Linked DNA regions of Mus musculus: all the other regions are linked to region 3. Evidence: chromatin contacts called from public Hi-C and promoter capture Hi-C data. All regions are on one chromosome and are shown on one strand. The core of a region is the stretch at or near the end of the contact, and the rest is flanking DNA. Distances in the headings are between cores, read along the strand shown.

The links. Promoter capture Hi-C pulls out the DNA fragments that hold promoters and counts their contacts. Hi-C and Micro-C count contacts between places; a contact is called where the count stands out from the background.
Region 1: a contact with region 3 is called in a promoter capture Hi-C map of neutrophils, with 4 times the contacts expected there. The contact joins the promoter of Chn2 here to the promoter of Hoxa11os in region 3.
Region 2: a Hi-C map of uterus shows a contact between it and region 3, with 12 times the contacts expected there. The contact joins the enhancer-like site here to the promoter of Hoxa11os in region 3. A contact is called at or near these places in 3 of 39 promoter capture datasets (cranial neural crest, hippocampal neurons and stem cell-derived epiblast-like cells), 9 of 484 Hi-C or Micro-C datasets (nephron progenitors, pre-B cells and uterus), 2 of 115 datasets of contacts at active chromatin or transcription factors (embryonic limb bud and large pre-B cells) and 4 of 9 other capture datasets (embryonic stem cells, embryonic tail, embryonic trunk and 1 more).
Region 4: a promoter capture Hi-C map of pre-B cells shows a contact between it and region 3, with 4 times the contacts expected there. The contact joins the enhancer-like site here to the promoter of Hoxa11os in region 3. A contact is called at or near these places in 4 of 39 promoter capture datasets (liver, pre-B cells and second pharyngeal arch cranial neural crest), 4 of 484 Hi-C or Micro-C datasets (all in uterus), 1 of 115 datasets of contacts at active chromatin or transcription factors (embryonic limb bud) and 1 of 9 other capture datasets (liver).

What each region holds. Positions count from the first base shown.
Region 1 is chr6:54,036,811-54,043,095 of GRCm38.p6, reverse strand. Chn2 (chimerin 2) reads right to left here and starts at 3,164. Exons shown (of 13, transcript NM_001163640.1): 1 at 2,941-3,164. The coding sequence starts at 2,989.
Region 2 is chr6:50,810,129-50,816,083 of GRCm38.p6, reverse strand. It overlaps C530044C16Rik (RIKEN cDNA C530044C16 gene), which reads right to left. Exons shown (of 5, transcript NR_045984.1): 5 at 1,190-1,940. It overlaps Gm31455 (a long non-coding RNA gene), which reads left to right. Exons shown (of 5, transcript XR_869068.3): 2 at 2,977-3,071; 3 at 4,764-4,893. Among named protein-coding and RNA genes, the nearest start is that of Gm31455, 9.1 kb to the left of the region's middle. Within about 2 kb of position 2,618, at least 11 of the 459 cell types and tissues checked have an H3K27ac peak or open chromatin away from gene starts, as enhancers often do. A contact at or near this core is called in uterus, where this site is marked.
Region 3 is chr6:52,240,379-52,246,954 of GRCm38.p6, reverse strand. Hoxa11os (homeobox A11, opposite strand) reads right to left here and starts at 1,712. Exons shown (of 5, transcript NR_015348.1): 1 at 1,139-1,712; 2 at 755-970; 3 at 424-640; 4 at 147-292. It overlaps Hoxa11 (homeobox A11), which reads left to right and starts at 1,145. Exons shown (of 2, transcript NM_010450.3): 1 at 1,145-1,944; 2 at 3,363-4,850. The coding sequence starts at 1,236. The coding sequence ends at 3,595. LOC115490410 (a long non-coding RNA gene) reads right to left here and starts at 3,720. Exons shown (of 2, transcript XR_003956437.1): 1 at 3,634-3,720; 2 at 2,442-3,513. It also overlaps a transcript of Hoxa10 not described here.
Region 4 is chr6:51,003,263-51,009,870 of GRCm38.p6, reverse strand. All of the region lies in intron 2 of Gm46959 (a long non-coding RNA gene), which reads right to left. Among named protein-coding and RNA genes, the nearest start is that of Gm46959, 5.1 kb to the right of the region's middle. Within about 2 kb of position 4,705, at least 36 of the 459 cell types and tissues checked have an H3K27ac peak or open chromatin away from gene starts, as enhancers often do. A contact at or near this core is called in embryonic limb bud, pre-B cells and uterus, where this site is marked.

The sequences.
Region 1 (6,285 bases), core at 1,915-4,414, 1.8 Mb before region 3:
TCTTTGCATCACATCTGCTCCTGCCTCCAGGTTCCTGCCCTGTTTGAGTTTCTGTTCTAACTCCTTTGATGATAAGCAGCAATCTGCAAGTGTAAGCTAAATCATTTCTTCCTCTCCAACTTGTTTTTTGGTCATAGTGTTTCCTTGCAGCAATAGAGACCCTAAGATAGCATATGAAGGAAGAAAGAGATGTTATGTGCACTGGGCGCTGAGTTTATTTTAGCACCTAAGGTTGAAGCCACTGAGCAACTTCATTTCAAAGAAGTTCCCTCAAAGAAGACTATCTACCTGTTTGCAACAAGCATTTTTTAAAGATGTGTGTGTGTGTGTGTGTGTGTGTGTGTGTGTGTGTAGGTGTGCCTATGGGCACGCATCCATCCCATGGGGCTGGAGTTCCAGGTTGTTGTAACTCCTTTCGATGTACCAAGGGTACTGGGGACTGAACTCAGGTCCTCGGGGAAGAACAGCAGTCTCTCTTAACCACTGAGCCATCTCTCCTCTACATCAAGCACTCTTACAAATTAGACCGTGTGCCCAAAACTCAGCATACTGATTTAATGGGGAAATTGAAGCCAGGAAAAATTTAAGTAACCCACCCACCTCAAGATGCCTCACTGGTCAGCAGTGGAGCCAGAATTCAAATACAATGATCTCAGAAGCTTGAAGCTACAAAGAAAGCTAGAATTATCTTCCTTGCTAAGCCTTGAAGCCCAAGCCTGGCCCACAGTTGGCCCTTCCGCATGGTGACTAATGGGTTCACAGAGTGCCCTACTTTCTCAGACTCTGGCCTTTGCCTGAGAGAACCCAGCTGCTCTGAGAAGCAGGCTCTATTCTTTGCTGCTCAACACCTCTCACAGGTGTGAATTGCTTGTGTCCTCTGAATTATTCATTATCTACACAATGGTAAGTGTGCTTTTTAAAAAGAACTATGATTCCATATTTTGCAAGACAAAGTGTCTGATGAATTGGGGAAGTAAGCTATATAAGCCCACAGGTCAGGTTGATTTACATGAAATAGTAAATAGATTTATGTCCACTCTTGGCATCTCAGATTCCATGCAATTTCCCACAGTTTCCAACAGGATTAAAAACGGGCGGTCCATAAAACGGGAGAGAAAGCCATTGTAAGCATGCCTCCCCTATCTGCAAAACAATTACCACCCTCTACAGCTTATCCTGGCATCTTGGAGCAGCAGAGTCCTCCCAGGGCTGAGTTAGGATTTGTCATCGGGCTTCTTAAGCTGTGTCAAGATGCAGAATTTCCGATGCCACAGCAGCTGTGATCCACGCCTCCAGCGGACCCTGAGATGATGCTGTCTCCTCGCCTTCCTCAGTTGGCCCCCTTGCTACCTTTCCCCCCCCTCAGTCCATCAAACGGGCAGGCTTTGGAGAGGGAGAAACATGTGCTAATAGGAAGCCAACATCTCTGCATCTTAAATTCAATGTTAGTCAACCAAAATGAATTGAAACGCAGCAGCAGTGGTTTGAGGGTACTAAAAATAAGCCTTAGCATTTGCTGAGTTCTCAGAATTAAAACCACAGGCGGTCAACTTGTTGCTGTTCTTAATAAGAGCTGACTGCTCTGCCCACCAGTCCCTACTGCCAGCCGCTTAAACTACCGGACACCTAACAATGCTGTTTTTATTAGTTGGCAGCAGTCATTAAAGGAAATGTCATTTCCCTGGGACTAAACTTTCCCTGGGACTAAACCTGGCCAAAAAAAAAAAAAAAAAAAAAAAATAGCATGTAGCTTTCAAGAGAACACCTACACTGGTCACAGTCACCTTGTGTCTACAATCTGATTAGTTACACATCCATAGCTATGATTCCTTTTAATGCCTGCCTTCCTGCCAGTGCTGCATCTCTTCTCCACTCCGGATTTAATTTTTGGAGAATAAATAAAAGGAACTCAATTGTGGACACCATACAGTAGTAACACACTGAGCATTCCCACCAGGACTTGAAGACTGTTGTCTTGGACCCTTGAGTTCTGTATACCATGCCAAATGTCTTACCAGCCATCCCTTCAGGGTTTCTTATTAAAGTTTTCAGTGACCAAAGGGGTAGTAGAACTGTACCTAATGCATCAGTCTGATTAGAAACCTGTCATGTTCAGAAACCAGAGGGGCTGCCTCCATTGATTCTTATGCATTCACATTCATTATCATTTTTTTCTGTTCAATTAGACCTGCTGATCAACCATAGAAAAGCTTGAAAGCCCTTCTTTCACCCAGCCACATTTAACACTGAAAAAAAAAGAAGCCTTGAAAGTAAAATTACAGCCCCCACCGCCCCCCTCCCGCGCGCACACATGTTCTCTGTGTCTGTCTCACAGTCTCTCTGTCTCTGTCTGTCCCTACACACACACACACACACACACACACACACACACACTCACACACACACACTAAACACGCCAGGAGTCAGAGGCTGGGCTCAACCTCCATTCCACTATCCCACTTCAGTCAGATGAGCAAGACACATTTTCGTCCTGGCTGCTCTCTCAAACCCATACCCCAAGCGAGTGTCTCCAAGGAGCTAATTTCTGAAACAAACAAAGAAATCCGAGTCTGCAAGGAGCTGGGGTTTGCACCCTTCTTTGGCTCTGAGTATCCAAGGTTTCTGGCACCAAGGCAGACAGGTCCCGAGCCCAGCTGTGCCCTCAGCTTCCCTGCGCCTTCTGCCCCTGTTCCAGCTGTGCAGAAAGTGCAAGGCTGCTGGCAGCTACTGCTCGCCAGGAGCCCCAGACTCCAGGTCCGCACGCCTAGGACACCACCGAGTCCCACCACTACACTGTCACCGCTCAGACGCAAAGGTGTTGACCACCTTAACAAGTGTCCCAGTGACGCTCGTGTCCCGCGCCACGCTCTCCTAGAGCGGGAGGGACGGCCACAGGTAGACTCTCCATCCCAGCACGGGCGCCCGCGCGCTGAAACTCACCAGAGGACACGGAGGAGCCGGACAGACTAGAGTTGCTGGATGCTGCCATCTCGGCGCCGCGCGTCACCGCTCTCTCAGTCCTGGTGCGGGCGGCGTCGCCGCTGCCCTCGGCCGGCTGCTCGCAGCCCGCGCGGCCCCCAGCCCATGGCAAAGTCCTGGGGACGCGCGGGAAGCACCGGCCTCCGGACTCTGCCTGTACTTCCTGCTCCGCCAGATGACGCGCTGCCGCCGCCGCTATTTATTCGTGCTCGCCGTCCCTCTCGGCGCCTGGGCGCACTCCGCTGCGGGCGTCGAGGTGGCAGGGGCACAGCGAGGCCAAGGCGGCCGGCCAGGAGGATGGGACCACCTCTCTCGGCGTCCCCGCTGTCCCCGCCGCGGGCCCGCTCCCTGCGCGCGACTGGAACCTGGGCGCCCTTCGGCTCCCGGCACTGACTCTAGGGATCCAGCCTCTCCCGCCGCCGCACTTCGAGCGGCCCGGGCAAAGGCGGGGGAGACAGATAGACAGCGACCTCCCCCTTCTCCCTCCTCCCCAACTCGGCTCGCGCGCGCACACAAAGGAAGGAGAGGAACGCCGGCGCTCCGGGCTGAATCCGCTCGGCCGGCTTGACAGCTCCTGCAACCCTGGCTGCAGGGGGAGGCTGCAGACCAAGGGGTGGAGACCATCAGGACTCGGAGCCTGCCCCGAGGTGTTGGGCACGCCGCCAGGGACGCGAGGCGGGCCGGGCAGCAGTGTACAGTGCTGCTTCCCGAATTAGAAGGGGATGGAGGGGTCGTAGGAGGAAGGTGGTGGGACTGGCAGCAAGCTCTAGGTTTGGATCAGCCACACAGCTCGGGGGAGGGGGTGCAGGGGTGGGGGTACTTCCAGAAGGAGAAGACAAGGTCTCTAAGGATTACGTGCGGGTTTGGAGCAGGCCAGGATGCCACCAAGGCTGGGAAGCGCCCTTCCCATCACCCTTTAATTTGTCCTTTGTTGGTCAGGAACCGAAGGTCCCTGCCCTGCCACAAGAAGCGTCTCCTAAAGCAGAGAGAGCTGATCTAGCTACACTTAAGTACCCCAGACACTGGCAGGGACAGTGCCCCCAAAGTCCACTATGCTTCTGAGACCGGTGCTAAAAGAAATAGAGACATCCCAAAGGTGGCATCGGTCTTACACAAAGAAAGTGGTTCTCTGCCCCTTGGTAGGATCTTCACAAAAGACTGACTCTGCAGCAGGTGCGACTGAATCCTTTAAGGATAAGGAATTGCCTAGGTGTACCGGAGAAAGGGACTGGAGCCGGTGTGTGCCATCCTCCTGTATTTAAACCTAAATTAATTTTACTGGAAGGAAATGTCATGCAGATATATATTTTTTAAAATCCGTTTCACGCTCCCAGCAGGGTAATCGGTTCTTTCATTCCTAAAGCTACAGAAAAACTGTGAAATTTGAACAGAAATTGTTAGATCAAAGGGAAAAAAAGCAAACATTAAAGGAATGAAAGTACTCTCATTATAGAGCAAAACGGAAAGTGTTCTCATTGGGAGCGGCACGATTTGAAAAACATGGCTAAAAAGGACATAGTCCATTTGAAAATGATCAGGAGTGACTCTGGAACAGCAGCGAGGTCCTGGGGGCCTCCACATCGGAAGAGGACCTCATGTACAGTGAATAATAAATGTTAAAGGATCATGATATGCACTCATGTCACATTTTCTACTTGATTTAAAGTATATGTTATATCCCCACCACCACCGGGGATGCCATCCCAGTGTGACTGCCCAACAAGTGCCCCACCCACTTTTGTTTGTTGATTAGTTTAAAGGGGTGGGATGGGGTGAACTTCTTGCTGAAAGCCTGTGGGCCACTTCAGTTACACTGAGCATTTTCTTCCTGGACTCCATTTACAGGGGCTCTTAAGACAGATCTGCCTGGGTCAACTAGACTCAGGTACTGCCAAGTCTCCCTACCCCAGACACTTTTGGAGGGCACTGCAACCTTGAGGTGACCTCATCTGGAGCCTTATGGGGACATATACTCACCCAGCATGATCTTGACCACTCTATGAGAGTGAAACTTCTTGGACACCCAGAGTTCAAGACATGACATGGCATTGGTTGTCTGACTAGTAATTTACAAAGCCCTCTGGAGCTTTAGATGGCAGACATGGCTATGTCACTGAACAGGATCATTACGACCTGGGCATTGAAGAAGACCAGCATCTCACTTCAAACTAGGATGTCAGCAAATACCTTATAGTTCTGTTTCTCCATTTCTACTACTGATAATATGGAGTCTTTTTAAGCATGAGAAAGATACTGGTTGTGAAGCCATACTGTGCCACGCCTAAAGACCTGTAAATTGTTTAGCCAAAAGATAGAACTAATTGTTTGAACAATATTTTTCTTCTCTCCTAGAGACAGCCAATTGTGACTTATTTACTGGGAAAATGTTTCATTTGTGGCCCAAACTTTCTATCTTTTCTTTTTTATGTAAGGTCCCAAATTGAGCAGTAAGTGATGGGCTTCATTATTTATGGTAAATTGCACAGAATGTCTGGTTCTATTTGTGCAGATTATATTTGCCTTCACAGAACTTTAGTAACAAAAGCAAAAGTGTGTGGGCTGGAGAGGTGGGTCGCCATTAAGAACATCTGTTGTTCTTGAAGAGGACCTGGGTTGAGGTGCCAGCACCCACATGGTGGCTTACAACCATCATTAACTCCAGTTCCAGGTGATCCAACACCCTCTTCTGAACTCTGTGGGTACCAGGAACCCAGGTGGCACGCATATGTGGAGGTTAGAATAGGAATGACCCATATAGACTCATGTGCTTGGATGCTTGGCCATAGGGAGTAGCACTATTAGGAGGTGTGGTCTTATTGGAGATGTGGCCTTGTTAGAGGAAGTGTGCCACTGTGGAGGTGGGCTTTAAGGTGTCCTATGCTCAAACTCCATCGAGTGTAGAATCCAGTCCCCTCCTTGCTGCCTGCAGATCAAGATGCAGAACTCTCAGCTACTCCAGCACTTTTGTCTGCCTGCATGCCACCATGTTCCCTGCCATGACAATAATGGATTAAACCTCTGAAACTGTAAGCCAGCCCCAACTAAATGTTTTCCTTTATAAGAGTTGTCTTGGTCATGGTGTCTTTACAGCGATGAAACCCTAACTAAGACAAACAAAAAGGCAAAACATATAGGTAAAATAATAAATTAAATATGTTTAAAAGCAAAGTATGGCCCAATGACTGTCTTCATTACTCCAAATTGTTGAAGGGATGGACGGCTTCTCACTGGGAAGGCACCACCACCACCAGGTAAAATCAGTGCAATACAAAAGTAGAGGAGAGCGCTTCCGTGAGGCCCAGCTTG
Region 2 (5,955 bases), core at 1,369-3,868, 1.4 Mb after region 3:
ACTTGGTGCTCTCAACCATTTCCGCCATTTTTGATGCTGCTGTCCTGTGGTTTACATGTCACATGCAAACATGAACTTATCGTCTATCTAAAAATAGTTTCCTCTCAGCTTGCTGGCTTTGTCGCGGTACTGACTCCTCACCATGGGGATTCTCAGCCACAGTTTACTAACCACACAGTGTCCAATTAGACGTCACAATTTCTATCCAAATAATTTTCCTGAGTTGGCAAGACCAGGCCAAGTTCTCGCCTGGGGATAGCCAGTCCCTACATAGGAAAGGGAGCCAGCGCCATCTCCACCTGGCTTGTCACAGCAGAGCACAGACCCAGAAACCATCCCTCTCACATCCCTTCACAACAGAGATCTGCTCTGCTCCATCCAGCTGCCGGCTGCTTACAGTTCGCCTTAGGCAATCTGCTGCAATTTTCCATGTCCCGATCTTATCCTCTATTAAAAAAAAAAAAAAAAGATGGGAAATATAATGAGCTGAAAGAATTCTGATAGCAGATGCAGACATCAAATTACACAGGTAGTAATCACACAGATTAGAAAACGTAATGAATACAGTATTCAAGCTGAATGCAGACAGTAAATGTTTCAGTCTGATACAAGCTACTTGTTAATAAAGTGAGATAACAATTGTCGCCTTATTAAAACTAGAGTCGCCTCTGTTTTCTTAGGGGACACATGTCACCCAGACCTCTGGACTGAAATGAACTGAAACTACACAGAGGACCGAATGGGCCTGGCCCACGTCCTCAGTTTCTGACTGCACTGCACAGCTCTGCAATTATTCATTACAGGCTGTTTTAGAAATTTGTCCTCACGTCCCTGGGCTCTTTTGTGAAAAATGCATTATTCATGGTATGTTATACACAGAATGGTACTGATTTGGGAGTCAGGAAACCTGGGTGTTAGTTCCAACTTCCGTCGTTAGATGTTGGGGCCTTGACTAAGGAAGAGTGTCGTGGGAATATTAAGTGGTCTGCTCCAGGGGTAAGGAGTGAGGGGGCATGTTGTCTACAGAGAACGTCAAACAACAATAAAATTGACTGAAGTCAGTCTGCTTTTTATTATCACCACGTGCCATCCATACAATGAAAAGATGTTCCTAACCCCTCAAATCACTTGGTCTGTGTTTGAAGGAATGCATTTTAACAAATAAATAAATTAGTAAGTACATTTGCTTCAAATTAGCACATTTATATTATTTAAAACAAACATATTTCACAAGGAGATAAATTTACAAATCGCACGGTCATGCACACAAAGGCAACGACAGACAACGTGCACAGGATACTTATGGTGGTTTGGAGCCATGAAAGATCCTTGGAGTTCTGTCTTTGGCCGTATGTCCTGACACACTCTTAAATAATAGATGTGGGATAAACAGTGCTTGCCGGGATTACAAAGACAAGACACAGAACTTGAGTTGATTCAAATCTGTTATTCTCTTCGACAACCTGGAAGTTTTAACCTACAGCGTCCAAGCCCAAACAGCGTGACTTGTGAGGTAGAAGGTCTTTGTTTGGTGAGTTAGACATTTCAGTTCCTTCAGGAAATACTGAATGAATTTTGAATGATAGTTTTAGATGGAGATCCACGTTGCTTTCAAACTAAAGGGGAAAAAAATCAATAAACAAAGGATAACAATAGGTCAAGATCCATCCCATCACTGACAACTTAGTGTGCTCTATAGAGGAGGGTGGCACTAAAGTGATCTGCCGGGACTGTCACAGAGGCTAGGTGACACCGGGCATGTGTTTCTGCCCGTGTACAGCTTGTCTCAGAGTAGAATATCACTTTTCAGGGAAGGTCCTCGGCAGCACTGGTTCTGCCAAGCTTCTCCACCAACAGTTCTAGTTTTAAGTAGGAAATACTGAACCTCCTGTGTCTTCTTGGACATGTGTGCTTGGATTCATGGCTTTAAGGACTCTCACCTAGATTTTAGAGAAAAAAAATATACATTAAACTCAATTATACCCAAGAACCACCAGATCCCTACTTTCTATTCTTAGAGAAAGAGGAGAGTTTTCATTTTGGAGTTGGGAGAGGAGCACTGGTGAGTGATGTTTAGAAAGGAAACATCTTTTGCCATCCTGGAGCCTTTCGGATGAACTTTGGGTTGAGTCTGTGGTTCTCAGATCTGTTGCATGTTGAATCCTCTGGGCAGCTTTGTTGAAAGTCCCACATCCTGGCTGCAGTCTAAAGCGATGACATCCACGTCCATGGGTGTGACCTCTGCATCATTGAGTCTAACATGCAGCTCAGTTGGAGCAGGCATGAGTTTTCTGTATCTTTGGGTCCTTCGCAGATATCAGCATGGATCTCCAGAACTCTGTGTCTCCACCACAACTCACTCCTAAGAACAACTGGGGGCAGGAAGACAAAAAGTTCCATGACCTGCTAGCCCAGCCACACTACAGTGCCAGGCAAAGGGCCTGCTGAGGAGCCCTACTTCCCAGACTACCTTGGTGACCTGAACCAGCGAGGTTGTCTGGAGCCTGTCAGAAAAGAGGATGCCATTAATAATAATAAAAAACAAATGGTCCCGTCAGCCAAAACCCCAGAGAAGTTGAGAAACGGGCTATTTGTGCATGAAGATGGTACCCAGATGCCTTGGATTGTGAGAAAAGCCAGAGTAGAGCAGGCGTGCAGCTGGTTCCCCCATTTCCAGGCTGATTTGTCGATTAACCTCCTGGAATTTTGAGCAGCGGCTCGTTGAGCCTGCTTCTCTCAATAGCCCACATAGGCCTTGCCTCTGGGACACAGTGTGCATTAAAAAGTTAACATTTATCACAGAGTTCAGCGCTCCATCAATATCTCATTGAACAGAGCAAAACAGCTCAGCTTCAGTGAGGCAAACCTTGCGGGAAGATAAATGCTAACATTTTCTTGAAAGCCTCGGCAATTATTCAAAGGCCCACCCCCGTGTCCCACCCTTCACCCCAGGTCTCTTCTCTCTCCTTTTGCCAGGATCTGCACCTACAATCCTTATTCGGCAAAATTCCCAGAGCCATTTTCTGTTTCTCAAACCCGTGGGCAGCGCCGCCGACATCAGCGGATGATCTGTGAGTTTTATCAGCAGCAGAATCGAGTTCTTGAGAACATAGTCTGGCTAGTACTGATTTCACAAACTGTTCCCAAACGGAGCGGCTGTTCCCTGACAACCCCACTTGGAATGAGAGATGCGAATCCTGAGGCCACATAGTTGCCCCCGAAGGCAACTCTGTATCACTCTTGTTCATAACAAAGGCTGTGCTTCCTGTAATGACTATAGAAATAAGTAGCATGGAGTCAGAGGAAGTTTGTCTGCACCCTGAGCATGCTTGCAGTGCGTACAGAGGCAAGCAATGCCGACTGCTTGTTGGACTCAGTCCTCCTCCTCCAGCAGGTAACTCTGTATCATCCCAGCTAGGCCTCCCGCTGCATTCAGTGGTGAATACTCCCTTTAGAAAGGCTGTTAATGCTTGTAACATCTTCTGCAAGTCCTATGCATTTAACCAGTTAGAGTTGGTCACTAACGTCCCACCCGCCAAATCCCATCTGGGGCTCTTTGCATTCATCTGCCATCTTGAAGTAATCTAGCATATGACTACTTCCAGTATGTTTGCTGCAGAATAGTAAGATCAGTTATACACAGAGACATTTTGTGGGGCCAGTAAGATGGTTCAGTGGGTAAAACCCTTCCCATACAAAGCCTGACAGGTTGAGTTCTAGCGGCTGGGGAGACAGGAGATGGATGTACCCTCAGTCACTTGGGACATCTAGTAGCCTGAGCTCTGAGTCTCACCCAATAGCTATGTAACACTCATGATGTCTATCGGGAGCACAGGAACCCCAGCCTCCTTATCAAATATGTCTATTGCAAGAGGCCAGCCCAGAGGCTGGAAGGATTTCATGACATGTAGCGTGTAAATTGCCCAGTAAACTTGGCATAACCCCAAACCCCCCAAACTTCTGGTCAGAACCCAGCTGCTAGGTGAGGAGCCCCTGCCTCATGGTTTGAGTGAATTTGAGACTTCATAGCTGGAAACTCACTGACTGAGAAAAGGGAATCATTTTCCCTTTAAACCTGACAGGTCCCAGACATCAGCTCCATCTACCCACTCTGAAATTATAGTATCATGATCCTACACAAAGGCTTGGGAATATGATGCTATATTTAGGTAAAGATCAAGTTAAATAATTCCATCAGACAATCTTAGAGTGGAGGCCTTATTTTTGAAGTACAGAAAGATGAATTTAAAGAGATCAAAGCTGACCAAATCTGCATTCAAACCACAAAGGATCTTACCTCTCTGCAGACTGACTTTCCTACCTTCCTTCTTTCCTTCCTTCCTTCTTCCCTCCCTCTCTCTCTGTATCTCTCTCTGTGTATCTCTCTCTCTCTCCTTTTTTTAATTTCTTCTTTAAGATCTAAGATTTTTGACACTGAAGGGAAGGAAAGAGATTTCTGAAAGCTACAGCCGACTTTAGTGAGGAAAGCGCCCAGGTGTATGGATTTAATTCCCATCATTGTCTTCTCAAACAGCAATGAAGGAAAAAAGCCTAAAGCCCTTAATGAGCGCAACAAATTGAGGGGCCTGTGTTACTGTTTCCACCAGGGTGTGTTTGGACATCAATCCCTCTACTAAATAACCTAATTGTCACTGGGAAAACAGGTTGGGAGAGGATGGGGAGAGATTATGGTATCTCAAATCTAGCATTCAGCCCCATATTTTCCACAAAACTAAGCAACAATTTCACATTTTTTTTCCTAGCCTCTTTCAAACTCCTTTACAGAATCAAGAGAAAGGAAACCTAGGCCGCCACAGAACCAGGCAGCGTTGAGCAGTATTCAGACAGAGCCCGAGTCCTGTTTCTTATTTATTCTGAACAACTTGCCGTCTGGTAATATTTTTCTGTTCTATTTTTAATGGCTATAAAGTTTCTATCACATTCAGTAATTATCTTCAATCTCAAAAGGAGAGGGGAAATTCTACAATAAGAACAACATGAGACATTCAGTGCGCAGGTGCCAGATAGTGTTGTTTTGTTTAGTGGGGATGAGATTGTAAAAATATGGTTCTTTATAAATGATGTTCTCAAGCTTATTTATAGACACCGTGACACTCCCTCTTAAACTCTTTATTTAATTGCTAACAGAAACGTTATTTCAAAGGGGAATTAGGGCGGTGAAAATATATTTTAAAGTGGTAGAGTCTCCAGAGCGATCCAATTGTTTCTCTCTATCATCAGCTACAGCTACTTAGGAAAAAAGAAGTTGGGAGGTAATTTAAGCCACAGCACACAACAAACAAAAGCGTTTTAAATTTCTCAGGAGCAAGCTGTGCTGTGCTACATCTTGAAGGAGATGGGAAGGGCTATCAAGGAGAATTTATTGTCTGGTGGCCACCTCTAGTTATTTAGTGAAAGTTGAGAGCAAAAAAAAAAAAAAAAAAAAATTCAGTGGTGGCTAAGAACACAGGGGTAAGCTCTGCTTTAAGGAAGTGTGTGTGTGTGTGTGTGTGTGTGTGTGATGGGGGGTGGGCTTTGCCAACAGTTCCATTTTTTAGATAGTACATCTAATGATTATACTAGGGTATTATGGTTACTATTGAAAGACTAAGACATGAACCACAACACTACAATTCACTAATCATGAATACGTATCATGATACAGTCAGGTTAAATGTATCTACCACACTTACCATTCACCATGGAATCCGTGAAAGCTAATTCTTTCCACTTATTGATAATGCCTATCAGATGGACATAAGAAAAGTAAATAAAATATTTTCCCCCAAAGGAAAAAAATCCAAAATCAAAAATACTCTACATCTGTCAAAGCATACGCATACTCGTTAGAGCCTCCTTCAGTTAAGTCATCTCTCTGTTTTGTTCATAATTCAGTATTCTAAGTTCATACTCTATCTGAGAATCAGGCTGATGAGAGTTTACTACAGAAAGGCC
Region 3 (6,576 bases), core at 463-2,962:
TTTTGCAAGAAAGAAGAGACTCTTTTCTTAGCCAGGACTCCTTGGGCCAGTACTCCCTCTTTGCCACCCTCCTTTTCCCTCACAGCTCTGAAGCCCTGCAAGCAGCCTGGTGCCCCCCCCCACCCCCACCCCAAGGTGCAGCATACCCAGGAGAAGGCTCCTCAGCGCCTCTAAAACAGCCCAAGGTTCGCCTCAATTGCATGGTTTCCCGATTCGTCAGCTTCAGCAGACCAGGCAGCTTGCGGACCGGTGAGCAGAAGTGCCTCTGGCTCTGAGGAGTCACTCCGAACCCCTACAGGCAGCGAGGAGAAGGGGTTCCTTCAAGGACAGGGTGTGGGGTAAGGAAGTAAGCAGAAAGATACAGGGAAGGTGGAACCCGGGTAAGACGAAGGCCCTTCCGGACAGCGCGGATTATTGACAAACCGCGGAGGGAAGCCGCTTTGCCTGTTGGCGGTTTGGGGACGGAAGGCACTAAAGCGCTTCGGAAGTGACCGTGAATGAGAGCGTGTAATCAAGTCACCGTGCAAATCGGACAAGCCACGAGGCCGGCACATCCGTGCCGGCGAAGCCTGGCCCCAAATGGGGTCCAGCCAGGGTCTGAGGCTGGGGGGCTTCCCAGAGCAAACCTGTGGGAGGGGGGCTGCGAAGAAGGTGCTGAACGTAAGCCTTCGGATAACAGACTCCGGGACCTGAAGCTATACAATTCCGGGCTTTCACCTGGCCACCCCCAGCCCAGAGAGTATCCCTCACCCACCGGGGAGTGGGGGGAGGCGTCAGGAGTTGCGCTCTCTTGCCGCCCTCAGAGCACTCGTGGACCAGGACCATGTAGCTGAGCAAAGGAGAGCTGCCCGGGGGCGCACCCCAGCCTTTCTGCGCGCGGGGAGGCCCCCCAGCCAACATGAGTTACACCGGCGATTACGTGCTTTCGGTGAGAACACCGAGTGACGATCTGTTGCTTCCCCTGAGGTGGCTACAAAGAAAGGAAGCCGAGGAGGGAGGGGAGGGGAAAAAAGGAAAGGGAGGGGGGTTAAAAAAAAAAAAAAGCCGGGACTAGCTCGCGGCTTGTCAATTTCAACATCGGGTCACATGACCAGCACCTCCCTGCTAAGGATGGGGATAGATTTCCACGTCAGCTTACGTCTCCAAATTTCTACTTCACGGATCCGCTTCAAAGAGGCAGCTGCAGTGGAGAATCATGTTAAGCTCGGCTACTGCGGAGAGCCCAAGGTAGCCCAATGATGGATTTTGATGAGCGTGGTCCCTGCTCCTCTAACATGTATTTGCCAAGTTGTACTTACTACGTCTCGGGTCCAGATTTCTCCAGCCTCCCTTCTTTTTTGCCCCAGACCCCGTCTTCGCGCCCAATGACATACTCCTACTCCTCCAACCTGCCCCAGGTCCAACCCGTGCGCGAAGTGACCTTCAGAGAGTACGCCATTGAGCCCGCCACTAAATGGCACCCCCGCGGCAATCTGGCCCACTGCTACTCCGCGGAGGAGCTCGTGCACAGAGACTGTCTGCAGGCGCCCAGCGCGGCCGGCGTGCCTGGCGACGTGCTGGCCAAGAGCTCGGCCAACGTCTACCACCACCCCACCCCCGCCGTCTCGTCCAATTTCTATAGCACGGTGGGCAGGAACGGCGTTCTGCCACAGGCTTTCGACCAGTTTTTCGAGACGGCTTACGGCACCCCGGAAAACCTCGCTTCCTCCGACTACCCCGGGGACAAGAACGCCGAGAAGGGGCCCCAAGCAGCAGCTGCGACCTCCGCTGCGGCGGTGGCGGCGGCGGCCACGGGCGCGCCGGCAACTTCAAGTTCGGACGGCGGCGGTGGCGGCGGCTGTCAGGAGGCGGCGGCGGAGGAGAAGGAGCGACGGCGGCGACCCGAGAGCAGCAGCAGCCCCGAGTCGTCTTCCGGCCACACTGAGGACAAGGCCGGTGGCTCCGGTGCGTATAAAGGCAGCGCCCAGCGCTTTATGAAAGGGGAGTTGGGAATCTAGCGCAGCACCGCTGTTAAATTTTTATATGCTGTTTTATAAGCATATAAGGTTTATGAAGGGCCTTTAGGTTTCCCCCAACAAAACTTTGTTATAAAAGGAGGGATCACGTGGCGAGTGCTGAAATTGGCCGTGAAATACCCACCGGCCAAAGCATGCCTGCAGAAAAAAAAAAAAATACAACTCCCCTTTTTCCTTTTTTCCCTTCTCAGCTCCCAAACTCAACAGCACGATCCCCGCTAGAGACCAGCTCCAGGCTGGGGAGCCGGAGGTGGGCGCCTGTAAATTCCCCCTACAAGGGCTTCAGGAGCCTTTGATAGCGGGGTAATCCGGAGATTTTTATAAAAGCCATGTGTTGCGGCGGGACTCCAGTCCCGGCTGGGATTCAAAGGCATCGGCTGTTTAATGATGGCGCTAAGAGCGCATTTAACAGATAAAGTAGCCCACTTAGCTCAAGCAATATATTAAAAGAAACAAATTAACTTAAATTTGGCCTTTTTGTCCAAAGGAAGCCATTTTCCTCTGGTCCGGTTGCAATTACATGCTGCCTTCTGTTATTCACAATTGTTTTTAAATCAGTCAAAAGTTGTGTGTGTGTGTGTGTGTGTGTGTGTGTGTGTGTGTGTGTGTGTGTGTGTGTGTTTCTTAAAGGTGAGGGTGAACAAATGGATCCTGCCTGAGGCTTAAGGTAGCCTCTCTTTCCTCTACCCTTCCTAAACTAGCATCCCTACCCTGCTGAGGGCCCTCTGGCAGTATGCTGACGGTGTGTACTGAGTGAAGGCCTGGGTAGGGGTTTCCTCTGCCACCTCCCACCTCGAGAGAGCTGGGAGGCTGGCGGAAGAGGCAAGAACTGATCAGAAGTCAGGCTGACAAAGACCCCTCAGCCGCCCCAGATGTTAAGGAGGGCTAAATCATGGCGGCAAGCAGGAAAGCCTGGGGCCAGGATGCATGCCTTTACTGCCTCGGGAACAGGCGGCCCAGGTGCTGAAGGTGAAATGTCCTCGGGCGGCTGTTTGTTTAGTCTGGCGGGGCAAGGAGCAGCCCGCAACCCCCACTTGCCTCCGTTCAAAGCAGTTCAACCAGCGCAAACTCGCCTGTTGCTGTGAGGAGCCTTCCTTTCAGCTCAAGGGGCAGCCTGAGTCCTTTCCCTGGGGGCCTATCTAGTGAGCTGGCTTTTATCTGAAGCCGGCTCCAGACTGCAACTTGTCCCTGACCAGCAATAGAAGCCTGAAGGCAGGGGCCTGGAAAGACTTTGAAAGGGCCTGGATTGGGCCTCCAGACCCTGTGGCCAGACCTTCTCCAATGGGGGTCCTGGGAGAGGGTTGCACCCCTATCGCCCTCTCACTCTTTGCCTCTCTCCTTCCTTAGGTGGCCAACGCACCCGCAAAAAGCGCTGCCCTTATACCAAATACCAGATCCGAGAGCTGGAGCGAGAGTTCTTCTTCAGCGTCTACATCAACAAAGAGAAGCGTCTGCAACTGTCCCGCATGCTCAACCTCACCGACCGTCAAGTCAAAATCTGGTTTCAGAACAGAAGAATGAAGGAAAAAAAGATTAACAGAGACCGGTTACAGTACTACTCAGCTAATCCACTTCTCTAAGGCTCCAGCCTACTGGAATTGGGAGGGGGGCTTCATACATGTGAAATAATATGCAGATTTTGCCCTTGACAAGGTCAAGCCACATTGCGACTTGGAAAAGGGGGGTGATATAGGAGAGAGGAGAGGTTTCCTTATCAGAGATTCGTCCAATAGGAAGGGGGCCTGAAACTCTCTTGGTTCAGATCTCCGTGGTTAAGCTTCCTATTAGTAATTGAATTCTAAGGGTTGTGAATCAACAGAATGAATGGTTTGGGACCCCTGGTGGTTCACTCTTAGAGCCTGCAAAAGCTTTGAGCTGGGTGTGGTCACTGGAGATTGGGCCCCCTGCCAAACCCTAAGGAGGCCACCCGCTCAAGACCCTCTGCACAGAGCCTGCCCACCCCCAGGTCTCCCAAGTCAAGAAACTGTGTGCCCCAAGCCTAGTTCAGCTTGGGGATAGGAGCAGGAGGAAAGGGGATGACTCCTAGAGATTCAGGCTGGGGTTGCTTTCCAAAAGTAATGTGAAAGACAGTTAACCAAAAGGTGGCTGTGAAAAGGGAGAGAGAGTGGGAGGGGGGTGTCCTGGAGGAAGGAGAAACCTATCCAGATGTCATTAATATCATCCCACCACTGATCTGCACCCAAACCTGAGCTCCTAGCAGCCACCTTCTGCAGCCTACCTGGGTTTTCTACCTCCCAATGGTGGTGATGGGTCTTCCATCTCAGAGCTGACTATTCCTAGGGTAGAAGACATTGAAAACTCCAGAGGCTGTGCTGGTTCCTGGCCCCTCAATCTCTACAGGAAATGCCTGCGGAGGGCTACAGTTTGGCAAACTCTTCACCACATTAAGGAAACTTGGATTTGGTGTCTGTCAGGCAGCAGAGCAGCAGGCCTGGCCAGTGGGTCCTTGGCCTTTGGCTGTGAGGGGCTGAAGTTCCCCCCCCCCTCCCAAATCCCTCATTCCTACCCTGCACTCTGTGCTCATCAACTCAGAACTGAGCTTGGAAGCTTCTGGCAATCTTCTAAGAGCCGGAGAGTGATTTGGAGCTATTTTAAAAGATAAATATTATATTATATATATATATTTCCCCGAAGGAACCAAAGCGAATTTTAAGAAGCAATGTAGAGGGGGGGGTGGGGATAATAAAAATATTTAAAGGCTCTATCTGTTTACAGTGTTCCAAGGTTAAACTCGCTCACTGCTAAAATATTTGAATGTATGCTTCATACAGGGATGGTGTTCAAAAGACTGTAAATAAAGAAACCATAACCTACTGTGTTTCAATACTCCTTTCCCTATCCCCATTAGCTGACTTATTTGAGGGTGCTGGGGAGAGTGGTCTGGGGATGGTCTTTTAATCTCTTACAACACTGTGACATTTGGAAAGGGCTGGCATACTGAGAGCCAGACTACTAAGACCTGAGAATGTCCTCTGGGGAGCCAGGCGCTCTCCAAATGAATCTCTTCTGCCTCCCTGCCTTAAGAAATCCCTGGTGGTTCTGTCTGTAGTGAGCGCCTTTGGCCGGCCCTTACTCAACATACATTTCCTATACATTTTAACACAGAGAGAGACAATGGGGCATACCAAGAATAAAAAGGGTAGACATTTGAGTATCGAGTCCTGGTGTGACATTTCTCTCTCCCTGTTCCGCTTTTTCCTGCCAAATGTCTCCCCTCAGCTAGCATCCTTTTAGCAGTAAAAGGGGTGAGTTACCACGCCCCCGAGAGGTGATGGAATCAGGATTGAGCTGCAATTGAAGCTAAGCATAGGAAGCCTGAGGCTATACGTCCTTGTGGAAGGCAGCATATTAGGGATGGGATATGTCAGGGCCTATGGTGTGAGACCTCTCTCCAACTGACCTTAGCTCCGGAGAAGGCCTTGTGGGTAACTGCAATAGCCAATGGCCTAACCCAGGCTAATCTTGCTCACCTCAGGACTGAATAAAAACCCTCTGGGTGTACCTTGTGAGTCCTTTCAGCATGAGAGATCTGGCTCTAGGTACCAAGGCAGAGCTAGGAGTCTCTCGGGAACCTCTAAGAGTGCTTCCTCTCCAGCTTCCTCTCGGTCCCCTTGGGCAAGGAAAGATACGGACTCGGTCTTTGTTTGCTGCCTTTGAACTTCTGCCTTAAATTTGGACATCACCCATAACCTTGAGGGGCAGGGCAGAAAGGACAGAGCCTTTTGTTGCCCACCCCACCCTCTTTCAGCCACCCAGGCAGACCCAAAGCAGCAAAGAGGGTCTCATTTGGAAAGAGACCCTAGGCTCCAAGAGCCTGCCCTGTTTATTTGTTTGTGTGTTTGTCTAGCTGGCGCGACAGGGGTGGAGAAAGCGAGCTTTCTGAAAGGGGAGAGGGACAGACCCTCTAGATGAATGTCTTTGGTTGATCGACAGACACACTGAGAAGCACAAGGGCCCTCCTGGGGGGCGAAAGGGGGCGGGCAGGGAAGCTCGGTTTAGGAAAAGACTTCCTTTGGGATGGTTAAAGATTAACCAAAGTCTCTCAAGTTGCCAGAGTGAGTCTAGCCAGGAGAACTGCTTGCAGGCAGGCGGCGGGCGGGCGCGGGTTTGATTTCTGAGCCCTATAAAAGCCCCATCCTCCGATGGCTGTGACAATGTGGTCGTAAACCCGTCCAGGGCCGGCCAATTTGCATATTTGGAATGCGCCGCTATAAACCCGGCTGGGGTTTTGCAGCAATTTCTTAGATGTAAAAATGAGATCTCAATAGCAGCGGGTTGGGCACATTCTCTTGCTCTTTCTCTGCCCGGCCAGCTTCCTTTTCTGGGCCGCAGGCTGGATCTCCAGCCTCGCCTAGGCTCGCAGCCGCCACGAGATGGCGCACTCCCGATCAATGTCAAAGCCGCCAGGGAGCCCGGAACCCCAGCGAGATTCTTGGCCTTTGTTCGCTTCTGATACTAAGAGCAGCACGGTACGTTATTTCACTTGTCCGGCACCCCTTCGTATTCAAAAAGAGGGGGGGCCCCCGCGCTCAAGAAGTGA
Region 4 (6,608 bases), core at 3,456-5,955, 1.2 Mb after region 3:
GGGTGGAAGTGCCCTGCCAAAAACTCCAGCTCTCCATGCTGGCTGTGTGGCCGACCTCCTCCAGCCTCTTCAGTGATTTTTCTGCCTGGATGCAGATCAGGGTCTCCTAACAGTTTTTGGAAACGACCAAAAGTTTCCCTGGCAGGTTGAGTGATTGACTCGGCAGCCTGTTCTTGCCTTTTGGAGTCACACTCCAGATTTTCCAGGCTCGAGTCAGTAAATCACTTCATCTTGTACAAATACTGGACTGTGAGCAGCGATGATCTCAAAGGCGAGGATAATTTGAAACCTCATTTGAGAATCTATTCTCCTTTCAACAGTCAGTACAGCTTGAATTTGTGAATATAAATGTCCTTCGGCGCAGGCCAACATTCAGGTACCTGGAGAGCCTTTGATAGGAGCAGGGCTATGCTTTTGCTCCATGAGGCTGTGGAAAAGTGACTTGTCTGTGTAATGATATTAATTTATTACTGAAGACATTGAAGACCCTACTCGGTGTGCATGCTCGTGGGTTAGGGCTGAGGAAACAAAGAGATCTGCAAGCCTTAGGAGACCTTTTGATCACTTACTTTACATATGCAACCTATCTGTGTGGAGACAGAGTCTTGCCAGTGAGGCTGAGGTTTCTTAACATTGTCAGAAGAGCAATTGCGGCAATCCTATGAAGCCTTTCCATTGTATTTCTACTAATTTCCCCTGGTGTCAACGTGAAGATTGGCTAAAGGAGGGCTGTAATGGGTTGGTGAATGCCCCTTGGAGAAGAAAGCCCTTCAACATTGAAACTCTTCCTGTAGACAAGAGAGTGCCTGTGCCCTCTGTAGACGAACAGGCACATATGCCCACGCCTGCACCCTCTGCGGTGGACGCTTTAGAAATGTCTGCTGGACTTCGTGAGTGTGTGTGTGTGTGTGTGTGTGTGCGTGTGTGTAGGAGTTCTATCTTTTAATTATACTTGAAGGAACAATTTGATATTTACTTGTTGAATACATAAAATTTGGGGTGATCCAGAGCCTTAATATGCACATATCAAAGCATGATGCTTCATTAAACTATGTCCTGGAAATGGAATTTAATCTGTTATATTTGAAAATACCACAAAAAAAAAATCTACCAAAAGTGGTTGAACTTGGTAAATACGGGAGGGGAAAAGAAGGAAGAATGGACAGTTTCTGTAGGTTAGCTGTTAAAATGCAGTTTCATTTGCGGTTGCTGTAAATGGAATCAAATCATACTGACTTTGGTGAGCAAGACCCAGATGGACAGACAAACCCCTCATGTGCTCTTAGATACACTAGTGTTTTTAACTTAGAGTGCCTGTAAGGGTCAGAAAGCTACAAGAACTCTCTCTCTCTCTCTCTCTCTCTCTCTCTCTCTCTGTGTGTGTGTGTGTGTGCGTGTGCATGTAGGCCTTAAGGGAGGTGGATACCAATATGGTAGCAGCAGAGCAGCAAGGGATAGTAGTTGGGGGATCAGAAGAGTTAGCCAATAGTAAGTGTCTATGGAAAAGCCTCATGGAAACCTACTATTTTGTAAACCTAATAAGAAATGTCATCTAAAATTCCTTTTAAAAGTTTGAGCAGAGAAACCTGAATCAGTAGATAATGGCCTCCCCCATCCATGATGAATAAGAGAGCCCATGGAGTCCAAGGCTTGGAGCCCAGAACCTTTGCTAGGGATAGTAGAGGGACGAAGACAGGAAAGACACACAGACTCATGTACAGTGAAGCTGGGATACAGTGGGGTGCTCTAACTTCCACCACCACAGTCTGGAACCTCAGTGTGTTTATTTGGTGCTGCACAGGGAGAGGGGTAGGGTAGTCTTGGTGGCAGGTGCCTGTGAGGAACAGTCTTAGGCTATAAACAGCCCTGAGGAGGAAGCTGCCTTTGTTAGTCTGCACACAATGATCCATTAACACACAGACTCAGATTCCTGAAGAAAGCTCCCTCTTGAATCTAGCTGGCATGGGGAATAGCTTTGCCAGATCACTGGGGGCCTATTGGTCTTGGAGTCCTCAAGAGGTTGGGCCCATGTCACAACACAGGTCTGCACAAGCCTTCACTAGCTCTGCTTTCTGCACTTCCATATCACCCGTCGCTCATGAACGTTCTTTGTTACTGAGGAAGGAGGTGCCATTTTTTCAGTGGTGTGGCCATGGGCACTGAAGTAGGAAAACAGAACTTTGGAGGTATGTGTGGTGACTGAGTGTTTGAAGGACCCATAGCTTTCATACCCTGGCCGACATCCTCCTGATGGTCCCAGGGCACCTCATAAGTACAGTCACCATGGAGTAGTCCCATTCTACCTGAGCACTGGTCCTAAGACTTTGAGACAAGGGCAGAAAGGTACCCAAGAGGGAAGGGCCTTGCTCATGCATAAGGTTATTTTGGGGTGAACTTCAGCTGTTTGTGGGCAAATTACTGTGATCCTTTCTACATTAGTCCTTTATCTGTAAAAAGAAATGTGGCAATAGGCAGAACCACAGCCTAACATTTGGTATGCATTTTGTGTAGAGCCTGAGAAACCAAACCAAAGGCATATCTCAGTGTGACTGTACAGTCTTGCACGGTTTAGGCAAAGCCACATACAATAAGGCATGAGGTTCTTATAACACAAAAATAAATGTCTGTGAGCACATTTAGATATACTATAGGTACTGGGGGTGTGGGGGTGGGTGCAGGGGAGTGGCAGGCAGAAACAGCCAGCAGCCTTTCTCTTTCAAACAGGGCAAAACTTGAAAATCAAGGAGCTAGCCTGGAGCCATGGAAGACCTGTGAGGGACTGCCATGAAGCCAACAGTTCCAGGACGATGGAACTCTCAGGGAGGCAGGCCAGGCCAGTGGCTGTTTGGTATGTCTGGTTTCATCAGCTTCATTAGCTCCAGCATATTATTCTAAAAAATAGGAAGCCTGTGGTGGTGTGTAGTCCCAAGAGGAGGATATGCTTGCTACATTGTACATATGTGTAGGTGCCACACCTCAGGCCAGGCCCTCAGACCGTTATTATGTGTCAAGAAGTGAGTCCTAAAATATTGGCTGGCTCCAGAGAAAACAAATTTGCCATCTTGTGAGCTTATTTTTTTTTCTTTCCTCCTTTCTTTCTTTTAAAGACTAAATAAAATTAACTGCTTCCTACTAAATACTTGATTTACATCACATTTTGAATTTCCCATCATGTGAAGGGATTAATTTTTTCCCTAAGAGCAATGAAAATAACGGGCAGAAGCCAACAAAACAGTTCTTTGTGCAAGCTCCATTTATTTCTGCGGTCTGAAGGCCTTTTCGATTTCCTCGCACACAGAGAGAATCCCTCCTCGGCATGTCAAAATAGGGTCTTTTCAAACAACTCTGACACTGTGGGATTTCCCCTTCACTAGACACCCTTCCTTTTTCTCTCCTTGCCTTTCCTTCAGAGCGTTAAGAGTCTATGTGATGGTGTCGCCACTGAAGCTCTGTGTTTCAGGGACATCTTATTGAGCGGCTCAGCTTCAGCAGTGATGTCATCGCTCCCGGGTTGGGTATTGGAGAAGGATTAATGAAAACAAAAGGTTAGCCCTTTCCAGTCCTGGTTGGGGCCATGTTGTCTCGGTTTTGATCATTTGCCCCAAATTAAGATTTCTGACGAAAGCCCTCATGTCCATGCTTGGCTGGCAGTTTTATGGCTGACCAAAGTGTGTCCTGGCCAGGGTTCTGGTTGGCTGTGTGTTTATACAGGCTGTTAATCAGATGGGGAGGGGGTGGCCAACCTGGAGGCCGTGAGCAGAGCCACCCCATGTGCTGTTGTTATGCCTGCACTTTGTTACTACAAATTACATAATGACATGTTACATTTCAAAGTGTATTTTTACTTCAGGGAAAATTAAGTCAGTAAACAAACAACGCTGAGTTGGGAGGAGGTGCGGGGGGGGGGGGGGGGAGAAGGAAAGGAAAAGAAAAAAAAGGCCCCTGGTTTGCAGGTCTTCCTCCTAGAGAAGGCTCTTAATTAAACTGTAGCTATAAACAAATCGTTGTTTTATTGAAAAGAGAACCATCGAGTATAAAAGCTATTTTTAAAATTAGGATGTGAACAATTTCTGGACAGGGGTCTGGGCCGTGTTTTGGATTTTATGATCTGTACAAAATGAACGGGCCAGCTTGTGTGGCAATGGGAGGCTTGCAATTTTTGATTGCTAATCCCTCTTGAATGTGGCGGCTGCTGCTTTGCTTGAGTGGAGCCTGTAAACACCAGAATTGTTGTAGTGTTTCCAGGTACTAATTCAAGCAAAACTGCTTCATGCAAGTGTGGAATTGCCAACTGTGGAACTTGGGGGCTCATTTGTACAATATCTGCCCAATATTTGAAAGACTTCAAAGCTTAAAACAAAACAAAACAAAACAAAACAAAGCAAAACCTATAGCCCTCCAGATCAACTTCTAAACTGCTCACAGCCTACCTGTGAACTCAACGTACATTCTTTTCTGTGAGCTATTGAAATAAAGTCTGTGTTCAGGATCCAGGGTTACAAGGAATCTCTTTTGGGGCAGTGGTCACACTCATATATTATTCAATTACATGTGTATGTATTTGTCCAAACTCTTTCAGCATAAACTATGTTACCAGATGACAATGTGTCCTCGCTTTCTTTTTGCTACCTACATGGAGGAATGAGAAGGACACATACTAAACTGCATTAACAGTGAACCATTGGACCAAATCTAACCGATCTGAAGCCTGTGGCTTTCAGTTCACTCGGCTTGAAGTCTCTGGGTTTGCTCAGGTGTTTCCTTGTCACTGGGAATAGCAGCCACCCAGGAAATGGCTGGATGACAGATGGGCCCTATGGTATTTTATAAATATTTCTTAGGCCAAGTTATGGTGAGGCGATAATTTATCAGCACAATGCATGGAACTAACAATCACAAACTGATCCAAAGAGATGAGCTAAGCCTTCTTGCTCAGTTTATTTTTAGACTCAAGAGGTTGGAAACAACAGAGTTTTGAACTTTATAGTTAAAAGTTCAGACTTCCAAACACATGGAGAAAAGGAAGAAGGGGCCACAAAGTGATGGGTGTATATTGTACATTTTTTGTGGGTAAAAGGGACCATCTTGAACAATGTCATTTTCTAGCAATATGCAAATGTCCAAGTCATCCCACTCTCTCTTATTTTAAGGCAAAATCATGCTTTTCCTCTCATTTTTAACTCTTAAACGTCCATTTGAATAAGGAATTCAGATTATTTTGTTATTTATGAAAGTACTCAAGCTTGACCCAAATTGATCAAAAAAAAAAAACTTTTCAAAAGGTTTTGCTTGCAACTGTAGGCATCTCAGTCTAAGAACTGTCAGGGTTACTCTCGTGCTACATGACCTTGACTTAGAAGGTCAGTAAAACATTTTCAGTGTTGCCTGAGCTTTTGTTCACTGTTATCAAACAAAGAACAGCTCCATGAGAGAGTTGGGTATTATTTCAGGGCTTTTGTGCTAGGAACAATTAACCTAATATGAAAGACAGTGGTTCGAGATATTATATCAGAATTACTTCATAAATGAAGACATGTTATCTTTATTCTAGCTTTTGTGTTGAGCCAGCGTCTGAAGACATAGATGGAGTCACCATGACTTGCTGAATGAATTTGTGAGAAGGGAAATGCAAGGGACAACAGTGACAAAGGTTCTTTGCCCCTTATCTCTGATTGGGTAGTCTGAATTTCCCCAGGTTGGCAGCATCTCTCTTCTGCCCACTTCACTGCCCAGAGCACGGCTCAGCAATGCCAGAGCTCCTTTGTGCAAATCCAGATATGTAAAAAGAGGCTGAAGGCAGAAGGAAGGGTAAACGTTTAATTATCAGATGGCAACTTCAATTTAGAAAATAGACTAGTGTCCATCTTTCCTTCAACTTTGAACTTTACTCTTAGAAGGTATCTGTCCCTCTGTTTGTCCATCCAGCCATTGATCAGTGGGTCGATCCTCCATCTTTCCTTTTCCTGCCTTCTCTTCATTTCTTTCTTACTCTCTTTATACCTCTTTACCTACATCCCTCTTTTTTCTCTTTTCCAGAATAAAACCATGCTAACTCAGTAATGCAGGAATTAGAAATTAGCCCTTTAAAACCAATATTAACTTTTTCTTTTACAGAAAGATGGAGACTACCTTCTTTCCTTGGTTGTAACTCTTCTGATACTTATCCAGTGTGACCTATCAGAAAATCCCTTTGAAAATGTTGTTTAATGGAACTCAGGGAAATAAAAAAAAATTCACTTTAAAAAAAAGTTTTCTGATTATGGACATGTTGGTTAAGCCCTGTGGAAGCCTATTTTCATATGCATGTAAATCCACTTAAAATGAAGCTTTGCACTTTAAACCACACCCAGACATTTAAAACTCACGTTTTAAAATATAATCTAAAACTTTAAAGCATGCATAGAGAGGGCCAAAAGCCAGGGAGAGTGAGAGGATGCTTGCACATCACAGGAGCTTTGGCCTTGAAAAGTAAGTGTTCTAGAAAGCTCGACTGACCTTGCTGAGCAACAGCACTCACGTCGGATGCTTTGCAACCTGTGCACCCCACTATCCTGAGTATAGCAGACAAGGGTGCCATTTAGGAAAGTCTACTGATTGAATGAATACAC